Regions from separate parts of the Rattus norvegicus genome. Here region 2 is linked to region 1. The links are chromatin contacts, called in public Hi-C maps. All regions are on one chromosome and are shown on one strand. The core of a region is the stretch at or near the end of the contact, and the rest is flanking DNA. Distances in the headings are between cores, read along the strand shown.

What was found. A called contact is a pair of places that touch in the nucleus more often than the background predicts.
Region 2: a Hi-C map of mammary epithelial cells shows a contact between it and region 1, with 3 times the contacts expected there. The contact joins the promoter of Flt1 here to the enhancer-like site in region 1.

The regions. Positions count from the first base shown.
Region 1 is chr12:12,123,632-12,131,145 of GRCr8, forward strand. No RefSeq gene overlaps it. Among named protein-coding and RNA genes, the nearest start is that of Mtus2, 13 kb to the left of the region's middle. Within about 2 kb of position 3,645, at least 15 of the 93 cell types and tissues checked have an H3K27ac peak or open chromatin away from gene starts, as enhancers often do.
Region 2 is chr12:12,330,246-12,337,759 of GRCr8, forward strand. Flt1 (Fms related receptor tyrosine kinase 1) reads left to right here and starts at 3,185. Exons shown (of 30, transcript NM_019306.2): 1 at 3,185-3,483. The coding sequence starts at 3,420.

The sequences.
Region 1 (7,514 bases), core at 2,395-4,894:
TTGGCATACAGAGGGAGTAGGCAAAGACCTGAGCTGTATAATTAACACTACTTATGTATGTACCCAATGGAATCTCATAGTTCACCTTTCATTTATGAATCGCCAGTGTGACTATCATGTATATGCGACACACACAGTCACAGACACTCACCCCAGACACAAATGCACACACACACACACACACACACACACAAACACACCACATACTCTCACCCCATACACAAATGGACACATATACACTCACCCTACATGCAAATGCACACATATACATAGACACGCACCACACTCACACCACACACAAACGCACACACAGACACACACACACACACACACACACACACACACAATGGGATAAGAGAACAAAACCCTAATTTCAATGGCATCCCCCCTACCAGGGTTTTAATCCATCACTACCCCCAAATCAGGCTACTATAGAAGCAGCAATGTAAAGGCTAAATTATAAATTATTTATGACTTCCAATCATCATAGAAATATTTCCCAGACTTCAGCAGCCCAGAAGAAGAAAATATTTGCATAGAACATGTTCTCAAGTGGAGTTTTGAAATTCTTTTTTTGTTTGTTTGTTTTTCTTTTTCTATTTCTATTTTTTTCTTTAAATAAGTCTATATAGTCCTGGCTCTCCTGGAACTTGCTATATAGACCAGGCTGGTCTCCAGCTCGGTAATCCACCTGCCTCAGCTTCCCAAGTGCAGAGAGTAAAGGAGTGCACCGCCATGCCACCATCTGATTTTTAAAAACTTCTTGGCATAGCTATTTTCTTTAGAGTTAATACCCAGTCTGCCCAGCAGAGGGCACCCGGTCCACAGAACAGCGCTGTTATACCACAAAGTTGTGGGCACAAAGTGTGAATACAGATCCCTTGTTCCCGAACAAACAAAAATCCACATATTCCTTTGTTGTGCGCCTTTATTGCTAGCTAATGTCACATGTATCAGAACACACAGGGTTACTGGAAGGCTGCCCGCACTTTAGACCCTTGATGTGCAGGGTGAGGGGGGACCGTGGTTCTGGACATGATTGGTATACAGAATGCCAGGCCTGCCCTGCTGGCCTTCCCATCACCCCAGACACCCCCTTGGGCACACAACAGCAGCGGGTGACTTAGACTCAACCCTGGGGGTGGCCTGGCAGGATGCGGTTCCAAGCCCCTGTGCTCAGCCACCACCCTCCCATGGGACTTCACTCACAGGATACAAATGCAGCCATCAAGGTAGAGAGTTTCAAAATGGGCTAGAGAGATGGCTTAGCAGTTAGGAGCACTGACTGTTCTTCCAGAGGTCCTGAGTTCAAATCCCATCAACCACATGGTGGCTCACAACCATCTGTGATGAGATCTGACGCCCTCTTCTGGTGTGTCTGAAGACACGACAGCACACTTATATATTAATATGCTGGCCTTATAGCCCAAGTGGGACCCAGGGAGAACAGAGCGCTGTAAGCCTGCCCAGTGTCAGCCTCTCAGGGATCCTAAATCTGTAGTTGCTGACCCCTGCAAGCTTCGCGGTTATGGGGATGCTATGATGCTACCCATAGGCAAGGGCTGAGGATATCTCAAACAGGTCAGTTTGTAACTTCTACAAGGTACCGCCAGGTTCTTATCTCCACCAAAGAAAGAATTCAGAGGAGACAAAGGAAGGACCGTACTAGGCAAAGGAATGGGGTCCTCTCAGGAAAGGCTCACTGTGTGGGATGTTTGTATAGCTATGCTACAAGCAAACCTTACTGGAAGATAGGATTGATTACTCATGAGCGAAGAAGAGAGCAGGTCCTCACAGGACTAGCCTTGAAGCTTCGTTGCTGTGTGGAACTACACTCTAGTCAGTACAGCCTAATTATGTATGCCCCTTGCCCCTTGCTCCTTGCCCCAGTTTTCCCTCCATGTAAACTTAAAGTTCAAGTCAGAACCCAAAGATAGGCTCCAGGGTAGGGATATCCACTGAACTCTTTTGTATATTACTCCGCCCATTGTGGTTGCACTGAAGAACTCTGTTCTTCTTTGCTATTCCCCGTCCCTTTAATTGTCAGGCTGAGGTGCATGCCTAGCTAATGGGAGCTGGTGGAGCTGGTATGGAAAAGTTGTTCTCTTTATTTAGACGCACATCTGGGGCTGGAGAGATGGCTCAGCGGTTAAGAGCACCTGACTGCTCTTCCAGAGGTCCTGAGGTCCTGAGTTCAATTCCCAGCAACCACATGGTGGCTCACAACCATCTGTAAAGAGATCCGATGCCCTCTTCTGGTGTGTCTGAAGACAGCTACAGTGTACTTACATATAATAAATAAATAAATCTTTAGACGCACATCTGCTCTAGAGAACAGCGGCAGGCCGTTCCTGTGGGTCTCTGCATCCCTGAGTCGTCATACCTCGGGACATCTTGAAGAAAACCATGCTTGGTTTCCTGCGGGCTTTCAGTGAACGCCCAATGGCGGTGCCTTCGACTCTAGGAAGACTCACAAGCGAACTGGATCAACGGACGGACGTCTATCCACACAGTTCCGAGAAACAGCAGCTGTTTGGTTAAGAGAAGTCATACAATGGAAACCAGCAGTGCGATCTCACGGCTCTATGCAGGGTAGGCAGCAAAAGGATGCTTCAGTCCTGGAGTGAGGGGACGCTTGCAAACTAGGAGTAGTTATGGCCTCAAATTTGGGAAACCTTAAATCTTTTGTTGTTGTTTTCCTTGGTAATTGCTTCTTTGTTTGGGTGTTTTGTTTTTGTTTTGTTTTGTTTTGAGTCGAAACTAGTATCCAAGGAGGGATCTTTAGAGGAGGGTGTGGTGTGGCACCACTCCGGAGGCAGAGGCAGATGAACTTGAGTTCAAGGCCACCTTAGCCTATGTAACAAGCTCCAGATATATCAGAGCTACACAGGAAGACCCTGGCTCAAAAATAAAAACAAGCTAGCAAAGCGAGCCACGGCATCTTCACATACCATTTCCAGATTCCCCCAGCATCTAATCTGTGATATTTCTGCGCCACCAATAAAGAGCGAAGCGCTCTAGCAGCCCCAAGCATGGCGTCTTCGGTGCTGGCAAACGCCTTAAGCTTCCCTCTTCCCTCTCCCTTGTAAACCACAGATTACATTCCTAGTGACAGCCACCAAGGTCTGTTCCCGTATTTGGACACCTTCTTATGCCAGACTCATTCCTGAGGCTGACTATTAAGCTATCCAAGTATTAAAATCCGACAGTCAAAAGTTCCCATTAGCTACCCTAATTAGCACTCAGGACATACCGCGGTTCCTAGCCTAGCCCTCTAACTCTAACACAGTCCTCCCCCTCTTCCTTCTTAAAAATCATTCAAGGTCATTTGTTGCTGTTTTCTGCCTAAATCAGAAAACTGGCCACTTTACTTTTCTCCTCCCACCCCCACCCCGCTGAGAAAAGTTGTCTGGGTGTGGTTTGTGCTTAATCCGGGTGCAGGAGGGAGCACCCCGCTGTGTTTAAGTCCCTCCAAAGAGTGACTGGGTCACACTTGACTAGTGAAATAAAGCATCTTAAAGTCCCAGTTTGCGGTGGCAGGAGAAAAAAATCTGGAAAGACCAGAAGCCCAGATGCTTGCTCTCTCTGTGCTCACTCTCAGCCATCACTCCCGGCTGCAACCTGAACTGAGTCATTTTGCTGGGAGAAGGGCAGGGGAGACGGGGCAGAGGGGGCGGGACTTTCTACCCAGCACTTTGTAATTGGCTCTGCTTGTTTGCTGAGCTCAGTAGCCATTGAGGATCAGAATACCAGTATGTGGTGTGGTGTGTGGTGTGCTGTGGTGTGTGGTGTGGTGTTGTGTGGTGTGGTATGGTGTGCTGTGGTTGTTTTCCTTAATCAGTCCAAGCATATGCTGGGGCTCCAGCAGTTGCAACAGGAAAGTGAAAACAAACCGCGGCTGTGGGCGTGTACCTTGGAACAAATACCACAAATGACAGACTGGCGGTGGGTCTAAGTCCCTGATTACTAAGTTACCATTGATCTCACTACTGTAGGAGAGGAGACACATCTGCATTTCCGGGGGATCTCCCGCGTGGTGATCCGTCATGCTCTGTGGGAGACCACACTGCATACCTTCAATCGGTGTCTCCCTAATTAAACTCCAAACGGGGACTGCTTCTCTTCCTCTTGACACGAAAAGCTTAGATTTTTTTTTTTTTTTTTTTTTTTTGGTTCTTTTTTTCGGAGCTGGGGACCGAACCCAGGGCCTTGCGCTTCCTAGGCAAGCGCTCTACCACTGAGCTAAATCCCCAACCCCGAAAAGCTTAGATTTTATCGCCCAGTCTCTCCACTCCTGTTTCATCAGAGTGACTTTTTAAAAAATGTCCTAACCCTAAGTGCCCAAGTAAACTGGATAACAAAGATAAGGTTTAGATAAAGATCGAGTTTCCTAGTTGACGGTAGCTGTCACCGTGTGTAGCGGCTCTTTCCCTTGAATGGCAGCCACCAGTTTGTCACATCTCAATCTTTAAGATGAAAAGATTCTACCTGACCTGTAAGAAACTTAGAGAGAAATTACAGTAATTAATCTAACACTTTGGGGCAGGGCATAAGAATTAGGAAATATGGCTTGGCTAGCTGAGGTAGCATGTTAATAATATCACTGTTTACAAAGAATAAACCGATGATGATGATGATAATGATGACGATGATGATGATGATGGTGGTGATGATGATGATGGTGATGATGGTGGTGGTAATGATGATGGTGGTGGTGGCGGTGGTGATGATGGTGGTAATGATGATGGTGGTGGTGATGATGGTGGCAGTAATGATGATGGTGATGATGGTGGTGGTGATGATGATGGTGGTGGTGGCGGTGGTGATGATGGTGGTAATGATGATGGTGGTGGTGATGATGGTGGCAGTAATGATGATGGTGATGATGGTGGTGGTGATGGTGATGATGGTGGTGGTGATGATGATGGTGTGGTGGTGGTGATGATGGTGGTGGTGATGGTGATGATGATGGTGGTGGTGATGATGATGGTGTGGTGGTGGTGGTGGTGGTGGTGATGATGATGATGACAACGACAACAGTATCATCATTGTTCACTGCAGCACTGTCTGTCTCCTAACAAGTTGGTAAGAATGAAATCGGTGGAATATAAGATTTTAAAACCGGAATGAGTCCTAAGGATGCTCCAACTCTAACTTATTCTGCAGAGAAGTAAATTAAATGTGCAGAAGGATTTTGAGTTTGAGGCCAGCCTGGGCTACACAATGAGACCAAGCTCAACCAAACAAGGCCATTTTCTACAACGAACTCTTGGAGGGAATTAGATTCCATGACAGATTCTGTCTTTCCAGGAAAATTCTTTGCTCCTTTTGTTAAAACAAAGGCACCGTCTGGGGCTACTGACCTAAATCTGTACGCGGTACCCATAGAAGCTAAGCGGTGATCTGCTGAGAGCTTCCAGAAAGGGGTTCGCTTTCCTGGCCAAAAGGATGTGTGTAACTCACCATGTCTCCTCATTGGCTGAGCCTCAAAACTTTAAAATGGAGCCAAACATCAACAGTTCTGATGGATCAGTTTTGTGAGTTGACCATGAACTTGGCTCATAAAAGCTCGTGTGTTGAGTGCTTGGACGGCAGCTGTGAGCTACTGTGTTTGGAGGCTGTGGATTATTTTTGTTTCTTTCTTTTTTTTTTTTCCGAAGTTGGGGACCGAACCCAGGGCCTTGCGCTTCCTAGGTAAGCGCTCTACCACTGAGCTAAATCCCCAGCCGGCTGTGGATTATTTTTAAAGTTAATATTTTTTTGAGAATGTCATAGATGAGTGCCATATTTACATCATTTTGACCCCTCCCTCTAACTTTTCCCATGGCCCCTCTCTCCTACTCCCTATCAAATTCAGGACCTCTTCTTTAATTATTACTGTCAAACACATATACACAAATATCATATAGGCAAATATACATATATATTTTGTATATATTTATCAATGTACATTATATATATAGAATATATATTCTCTCTATATGTATATATTCTATATATACATATTACCCTGCTGAGTCCATTTAGTGTTATAACCTTAGTTTTTTTCAACTCCTAGTTTTAATGATGGTTCTTAAACACTTTTTTTTTTCGGAGCTGGGGACCGAACCCAGGGCCTTGCGCTTGCGAGGCAAGCGCTCTACCACTGAGCTAAATCCCCAACCCCGGTTCTTAAACACTTTAACCTTCCTTGTAACCCACCACCAACCAGAGGTGGCGGGAAAGAAAGGATACAGGGGAAGTGGACCTGTTTGGAAAGGTTCTTCGGAGCAACTCCCGTCTGCGTTGTCTGGAAATCGGCAGCTGGGCTCACAGGTCAGCAGCAGCTCGATCCACTAGCAAACACTTCACGGATGCACCAACAGACCGATTCCGTAGAGTTGGGACAGGAAACATGAACCTGCAGCAATGACATTACCTAGCAGAGACAGCCAGGACCAGTCAGCAGGAGGGGCCAGGAGGAACGCCAGGAAAAGTTCTCAGCCGTGCCTCTCTCAGGGAAGCAAAGATCAGAGTTCTCAAGTGTTACACTGCACCAGCAAGCCAAGCTCAGCCTGGGTCCCTGTTGAGTCCCATTCACACCCTCCAAACATCATGTGACCTTGACTCAGCACTTGCAGCCAATCAGCCCGAGTCCGAGGAGTCCTGACAAATGGAGCTCAAGGAGGCAATGTAAGGCAGACCAATACATGCGTGTTGTTAGCACAGAGCCCTTCATCACGAGTCCTTTCACGTGCTGGCTTTAGCAGAACATCCTTCCACCAGTGTCTGCTTCAGCTAAACGTTCCTTCACGAGTCTGCCTTAGTCTTTCACCTGTGTCCACTTACACCATATAGCACAACTGTCTCTCCAAAGAACCTTAAGTTCCCACGTCACAGTGTTGCTCGTATGTACATGTGTTCAAGGCTGACCACTTGGGACTGGGTAACCTATCAGGGGGTCTCATTCCTGGAAAAGACTGATTTCTCCTCTCTCAGAAGCCACTGATGACTTGTAGCTCTTTGTCTGGAGGTGGGGCTTGCGAAATTTCCCCCATCCATGCTGACACATCAACTGGTGTTGTACTGTGCAGGTCTCCTTTAAGTACCCAGATTTTAAAGCTTTAATCTGTTTTCATGTGTGTGGTGGTTTGACTAGGCTTGGCCCGTATGGAGTGATACTGTTAGGAGGCGTGGCCTTGTTGGAGGAAGTGTCACTGTGTGAGTGGGCTTTGGAGGTCTCTTATGCTCAGGCTCCATCCATGGTAAAAGAGAACTTCCTCCTAATTGTCTAGGAATGCCAATCACCTCCTGGCTGCCTTCAGATCAAGAGGTAAAACTCTCAGCTCCTTCAGTACCACTGCCATGCTTCCAGCCATGATGATAATGGACTGAACCTCTGAATCCGTAAGTCAGCCCCAATTAAATGTTGCCCTTATAAGAGTTGACTGGTCATGGTGTCTCTTCACAATAACGAAACCCAAATTAAGACAGTGTGCATTCGTGTTTTGCTTGTGTGTATGTGTGTGTACTGC
Region 2 (7,514 bases), core at 1,935-4,434, 210 kb after region 1:
AACATGTCATTTAAGAAGTGGTCAAGGAGACAAGGACAGAGAGCCTAGAGATAAAGTTGCGTTTGTGAGCGGTCAGTCAGTGTTCTTGAGAAGTTGTCAGAGTGGAAGGATCTCCCTCTGCTTCTCTGCTTACAGGACCGAGGACCAAATCTAGGGACCCCGTGCATATTAGGTGTCCTATGGTCTTCTGCTGGACCGTACCTGTAGCCCTTGGATGGCTGAAATAAGCAAGACTCTCTTGTTGTTCTAGCCTGTTGATCCATTTCTGGTCAATAAAACTGGAAGGTACCGTCTGGTCTGGGGTGCTCACCAAGGAGCCTCACTGTCCCAAAATGTCACAGGAGGCTTGTTTGCTTGTTTTTCTTCCAACGATGCATACAGAGTTGACAAGATCATCAGCTGCTTGTACACAAGCTCTGTGTTGTGTATCAACAAGGATTTTTTTTTCAACAACCGAGCTTAATGTCACCCTGCCTCTTCCTCCTCTTCCTTTTCTTCTTCCTCATCTCCCCTCCCCCTCCCCCTGTAGACCAGCTCTGAGTTCCCCTCCTGACACTCTTATTGATGCCCCAACCCCCTTATTCAGTCTTGAATATTTAAGCCACTGACTGGACAACAGTGTGTTGCTGAATAGGGGCAAGAGAGAAACTTCAGGAGAATGTGGCTGATAGCCGGAGAGAGTATCTGGTTTTGCTAGGCGTGCAGGAGATGAAATGTTCTTTTGTACGTGGTCAGGAAGCAAGCAGATAATCTACTGCAAATAGCTTTTCATACATACCAGGCGTGTTGAATTTGATCTTTCCCATCAGTGGTGTCTAGAAAACCTCTTTCAGGACCGATTTAGTTAGAAGAATCCTGTAACCCATTATTCAATGGTGTTATCGCTTTTGGGGGAAAGGTCTTAATCCTTTATTCTCCATATCGAAGTGAAGTTGAAATGGCCAGTTTGTACCATTTAAAATTTTTAATAATAATAATAATAATAATTAATAATAATAAATGCAGCCTAAAAGAAATACCAGTGTGGGAGTTGCTGGCTGTAATTAAAAGTCTGGGACTTTTCAAAAGAATAATTGGAGGAATGTACGGAAGACCACGGCATATAAACCTTAGCTACGTTCAACTACGAGGCCATTAATCTTAGATAATTGAACGATATTTTATCATTGTTGATGCACAGCTTAAGTTATAGATGGTTTTGGCTGTCGGTCAAATACCTGTCTGGCTTCAATAAAGTCATCGTGGGATCATTTCTGGCAACAAACTCGCCAGTGTCTCCTTGAGTATTCGAAACCATAAAATGCCTTTTGAAAACAACGCGTTAAAGTAAACCGTTGAGGACTGTATACAGGACGCTTCCCTTAGGTTAGTAGTTCCCCTCCCTGGTCTTTCCCTCCAGTAGTCACGCCCGTGTTTCTGTGCTCATGGTGGGCTCCACGCCCTCCAGAAGCGTGAACGTCCTCTGCGTTGTGTATCTTGGTTTCTTGATCTGCCAGCCTGGTCGGCGTAGCCCCTCCAGCCTCAGCAGCATAGGGTTTCCATGGGCGAACTCTTTCCAGCCCAAACACCTGCTGCTGCTTAAAGGGCTGCGCGCACCGCACCTCGTGGAAGATGTGTGGGCGTGACGAGAGCTCTTAGAGACGGGGACAGTTTGACTGTGTGGGTGTGTCTTAAACCATCTACGGCTGGAGATTCAGTTGGGAGAATTATTATTACCTAGTGCTGGCCATCCCGTGTGATTCCTGATTGGGAGAGCAATTCGAGGCAGAGTGCAGGAGCACTGACCCTAGTGGAGGGTTGTAGAGAAAGCAGAACCGGGAGGGGAAGTCCGCAGGTGAGCTGCGGCTCATAGCGGCCTTTCCTTTCTCCTGACCACGAAGGAGAGAAGAATTTCCCTGGCCTTGGCTCAGCGGCTCCCGCTGCCCTAGGAGAGCTGCGGGAGTGGGGGTGGGGGTGGGGGGGGTGGCGCAGACTCTCTTAGCAGTGAGGCAACTCGGGTTGCGCAACCTTCCCTACCGGAGATTTAGTCTAGTCCTTCAGGAAAAGCCTCTGGTCCCATTTAGGAGCCATTTTATCACCGGCATCTGGCAGGTTGCAATGAGCTATTTTTCAAACCTGCAGTATTTACAGGGACAAGACCGGGCTGCTCCGGGGAGGCCGGGACGACTTCAGCCTTCCAGTTAATGGATACATAATTGAGGAACAACGTGGAATTAGTGTCATCGTAAATGATCTAGTGTCTCAAGTTAATTTCACCCGTTTTTGTTCCAAGAACATTCGAGTCAGTCATCTTGGCTAGCCGGCTTCCACCAAAAAGATTTCTTTTCCATCCAGCGTTTCAGACATAGAGTTCAAGTTCTTGGCCCTTTACAAGTTGCAGGAGCGTGTCTCACGCCTTGGCTTTTGAAAAAGGTAACATGTTATTCCTTGTTTTGCTTCTAGGAAGCAGAGGGTTGAGGAAATGGCTTGGGCGGGTGCATTAATGCAGCCGAAAAAGACACAGACTCCCTCCCTTGGGACCCGCGCGGCCCCGCGCTCTTTCCGAAGGTGCCTGGCAAGGCGTCCGGTTCCTTCGGACGCTCCGGGTCCAAGTGCCTTAAGCGGAGGGTCTCTGGCGCCTTCCTTCGCCGTCTGGGAACAGTCTGGCGGGGTCAGGGACCGGCGGGACCGCTCAGGAGAGGGCTCGACTGCGCCTCGTTCCTCGGTGCCAGGGACACCGTCGCGGGGGCGCGGCCAGCTTCCCTAGGATAAGACTTCCCGCCCCGGGGGCAGGGCGGTGCACTTCGCCGGTCCCCTCCTCAGTTTCGGGCGGTCACCAGAGCTGAGTAAGCCCGGTGGAGGGAGCTGGGCAAGGATTTCCTGAGAGCGATGGGCAGGAGGGGCGGGGGCAGCAGGGCACCGAGCAAGGACGCTGAACCTGCGAACCTGCCCCGGGACCCGCGCGCCTAGCGCCACCGCACGCGCGCTCCGGCCCCCAGGCCACCCGCCCTCGCCGGCCCCCGCCCCTCCGGGAGGAAGAAGAGGGTAGGTGGGGAGGCGGATGAGGGGTGGGGGACCCCTTGACGTCACTAGAAGGAGGTGCCGGGGTAGGAAGTGGGCTGGGGAAGGTTATAAATCGCCCCCGCCCTCGGCTGCGCTTCAGCGAGGTCCTCGGGAGGCTCGGAGCGCGGTGGCGGACACTCCCCGGAGGTAGTGGTGGTAGTGGTGGCAGCAGCTCCGAGCGGGCTCCGGGACTCAAGCGCAGCGGCTAGCGGACGCGAGACTGGGAGGATCCCCTCCGCCCCCCACACCACCTCGGCTGCAGGCGCGAGAAGAGCTCTCGCGGCGCCATCAGGAGCAGGAGGGGACCGGCTCGGGCGGCTGCTCCGTCGGCCTCGGAGAGCGCGGGCACCGGGCCAGCAGGCCGCGTCGCGCTCACCATGGTCAGCTGCTGGGACACCGCGGTCCTGCCTTGCGCGCTGCTCGGGTGTCTGCTTCTCACAGGTGAGACGCGCCGGGGACCACGAGTTGGAGCTCGGCGGGGTTGGGCAGCCACGGGGTGGTCCGGGAGAGCGAGACTACAAGCGGGCAAGCGAGCTCCGGCGGGAGCCGGGGACACTTGTAGCAGTGGGTACGCCTCGGGACACACATCTTTTTTCCTCTCCCCCAGTGGGCGCCGCTGGAAGTTGGCATCACTGTTCAGACTCTCCTTAGCTCCGCGCTGGGGTCAGAGCCAGATTATCTGCGGAGTGCACCCGGAGCCGCTTGTCCCCTGCCAGGCTCTGGGGTAGGCGCTCGCTCCGTAGACTCTGGAAGTGCAGATCACCACACTGGTGGACCTTTTTGCATCCAGAGCCCGCTCCCCGGCTGAGGCTGAGTCCTCTAGGGTTAGCTAGAGCGAGCTAGATGTCAGAGAGGCTGCCCGGGGCTGGACAGAAGAGGGCTCGATAGCGATGATCTCGCTCTACCAGAGCAAAGGAGGTCAAATTTGGGAAGGATCCCGTGCCCGCGGCGAGCAGATGGAGCCAGCAAAGGGCCAGCTCTGGTTCCCGTACCCGCTTGGGACCGTCCGGAGGAAGTTGGGGAACGTACAGCGGGCACAGTTTCTTCCCCGCAGTTCGCTGAGCGCTGTCTCTCGGGTGGGGCCTCCGCGGGTGCGGGCCGGTGTGCGGTCCAGGTCGTCGGCGTGAGTGACTCAAAGCGCCCGGCAGCCTAGGGTCCAGTCTTCAAGTTTTGGAAATTTAAGCCCTACCTTTAGGTTATGAATCAAGGGGGGAGGACCTGGCAATTTGGACCGAAAGCTGTGGTTTAAGGAGTAGGTGAGGTATGCACATCGCCTAAATCAGCCTTCACTGGGATGTAAAAAGCGCTGGGGAGGTGGAGGGGAGGACGGATCAGGGACCAGCAGATTTTAAGAGCATTTAATGTGGAGACCTTTGTCATCCAAGGGTTAAAAAGCTGAATGGAGCTCGGGAACTCTTAACTCCAGGTCTGCAGGCACGAGGGGCGAAGGATCCTGTGAGGTCGCTTTGGGCAGAGCCAGATACCAGAACACCTTTCTTTAAAGCAACGTGGTTGGGGAAAAAAGGTAGAGAAGAAAGAGTCAGGATTGTAATGGCCCCAGAAAGAAAGGCAACACGGATTTTAAAGGCAGTAAGAACGAGCCTTTAGGAATGAGAAGACTGCACTTCCTTTCAAAGTAATGAGCAGGGGTTTATAATTAAAATGGATTGAAATGGTAAAGCCAGAACTCGACATGGGCTGGCTAGGTTCTAGAACAATGATATTAAACGAGTTCTTGTATTTTCTATTTCTCAAATGTTTTTGAAGAGCTGCTTATTCGAAATATAATCGCTTAGAGAGTTTAAATACTAGTTTACTATATAAAGGCAAAAGCTAGCTTAAAAATTACTGCAAACCCCCAAGTTATAGAGGGGGAAAACCCATGTCTCATTGGATTTTCTGCTTCGCACACGTGTCTTTACTTTTAAACTTTAAAGCGTGGTTGGTTTTAGCTAAGCGTAATTTTATATGGGGTTGAGACCAGCAGAGGCAGATTGAAGCAGTACAGAAACGGTACGGGTAACGGGTAACGTACGGAGTCGCTTTGCACCGGCTAGCCAGGCGCTGAGCCCCATCGGGTGTTAGAGCCTCTTTATTAGTTACGAACTACAATACTTTCGGGTCCTCTTTGTAGCTATGGAGACCACTGTCTCTTAAAAAGTTCAGTCTCCTGTTCAAGGTTTAAGACACCACACTCTTGTTTAACTCCATACCCTTGATTAACACCACACCAGCGTGCACTTCTTTTGCTCACCTCTCTCTCTCTCCTTCTCTCTCCCTTCTCACCCCTTTATCCTTCCCTCTCCCCCTCCCTTACTTTTCTTTAAGCAGCTAACATTTGGAGTTTGGTAGAACTAGTTAGAAATACTTAAATTTTGGGATTGGGGTGTGTGTATGGTAACTCTGAGTTAAAATAAAAATTATGCAAATATTAACAGCCAGGTGTGAGGGCTACATCCATATTCCAAGAACTCAAGACCTAAGGCAGAGGGATGGTGAGTTCTAACCAGAGACATTGGCTCTAAAGGGAGTCCCTTTCTCGATAAATTAATAATAATAATAATAATAATAATAATAATAATAATAATACCTATTTCAAAATTGAATAGAATGCATTTCTCATACATAGTTTTACATAGTGGTTTCTATTTTTTTTCTCCAAGACTTACAGAGCTGTGCTTTTCCCAAAATGGCATATTTTAAATGGGACTCTTATGGTTCATGTTGCTTTCCAACTGATCAGTCATCTTGCAGATAAACTGTGAACTAGGGTTTCTTTGAAAAAAAATCTTTTTAGTGCAGCATTAATTTTTTTCCTGGTTGAAAAGTCTTTAATAGGCTATATAGTTTCTTTTCAAATGATTCCCCAACTGGCATTTTTTTTCTTTTAAAAATTGGCAAAATTAAAAAATATAGTTGATTTTTTCCCCCCTCTATGCAAGAGTTTCTCTGTGTAGCCCTGGCTCTCCTGGAACTTACTCTGTAGACCAGGCTAGCCTCTGCCCTCCCAGTGCTGGGATGAAAGGTGTGGGCCACCACTATCTGGCCTAAAAATATGGTTGATTTCCGAAGGCTCCTTTTCAACTCTAAAATTCAGTGACTGAATTTCACAAAGCAAACAGAATGGGGTCCTTCTGTTTTCCAGGTTCCCTGCCATTCTTATGCCTGCTAATGGGCGCTAAGCCATTTGACACTGTGGCTGCCGAGCTGGGGGGTTGCTGTCAGGAATCACACCTGATCCTTTTCTCTGGTAGAAAGTTCTAGACCAACCAATTAACCTGGTCTTTAGTGGGCTTCCTTTTTTGGGGGGTGGGAGGCTGGTGGAGGAGGCCATCCCAGATGCCTCAGGCATAGATCATTAGCGTGGGCCTTTTGTTTTTTCTCAGCAGAATGTGTAACTACGACAGGGACTAAGTCACGTTAACCACATGGAAGATATCTGTCGCTTTAACCACCCCCACCCCGTATTTCTTGCTTTAAAAAAAGTTAATATTTATTAGTTTTTGTTTGTTTGTTTGTTTTTTAAAAACAGCTATGTTCTAAAACTGTTCCAGATTACAGCAAGGCTACTACTAAACCTCTTATTTAATAGTTAAACCTATTTTTGTGACTTCTAAAAGACCAACCAAGTACTTATTTTTCCCCCCTCTCCAAAACTTTGGGGACATTTCTGAGTCCTCGAATGTGTATAATGTGGAACTTGAAGTGATATATCTATTCCCCCCAAAAGGCTTTATAGTGACACTTGCCCCCTTCCCTCTGGAAAGGTGGTTCCTTGGGAGGAAATTGTGTGGTGTAACCCAACAGAACTGTGGCTGATCCCTACCCTGGCTTTGCAGTCAAGCTAAGAGAGAACAGAAACAGAGCAAGCGGTTTCTGTGGTGCTCTTAATGTGTGCAAGAGTGAGCCCAGGGGTGAAAAGGGATTCAGGAAGCTGGGAACTGGTGAGGAGGGTTTATTTGGCCCAGCACACAGTAGATGATGTGTGGTCATCGCAGGTTAAGAACCATTTTTCAACGTACTTGATACTGTGCATAGCGGAAGAGGATATTTGACGAACACACCAGGCTCTCTTTATTTTAAGTAAAAATTATACCAGGAGCAGCTGACATGTTGGTTTAGCTTAGCAGAGCAGAGCGGCTCCTGAGGAAAGACTCCGGCCCTGCCAGTTGCTTTCCAGGACAGTGGTGGAGGCCGAAATCAGTGGTTCCTTGGATGCCGCACGGTGATTGAACATTAAATTGCTGGACTTTATTCCAGACTGAAGGAAGGGAAGGAAATGGGAGGAATGGAGTATTTGAAGGAACCGGAGAGAGAAGCCTCTGATTTAGCGTGCGGCACCGTCGGGGGCGTGTGTGGGGGTGTTCATTAAGGAAATGGTTCTACTCAGTCTGCTGAAGACAGTGAGTTAGACATCCTGCATTGTTGCTGGGCGGATGTGGGGGTGGGGGGGACGTCAAGAATTCCTGGGC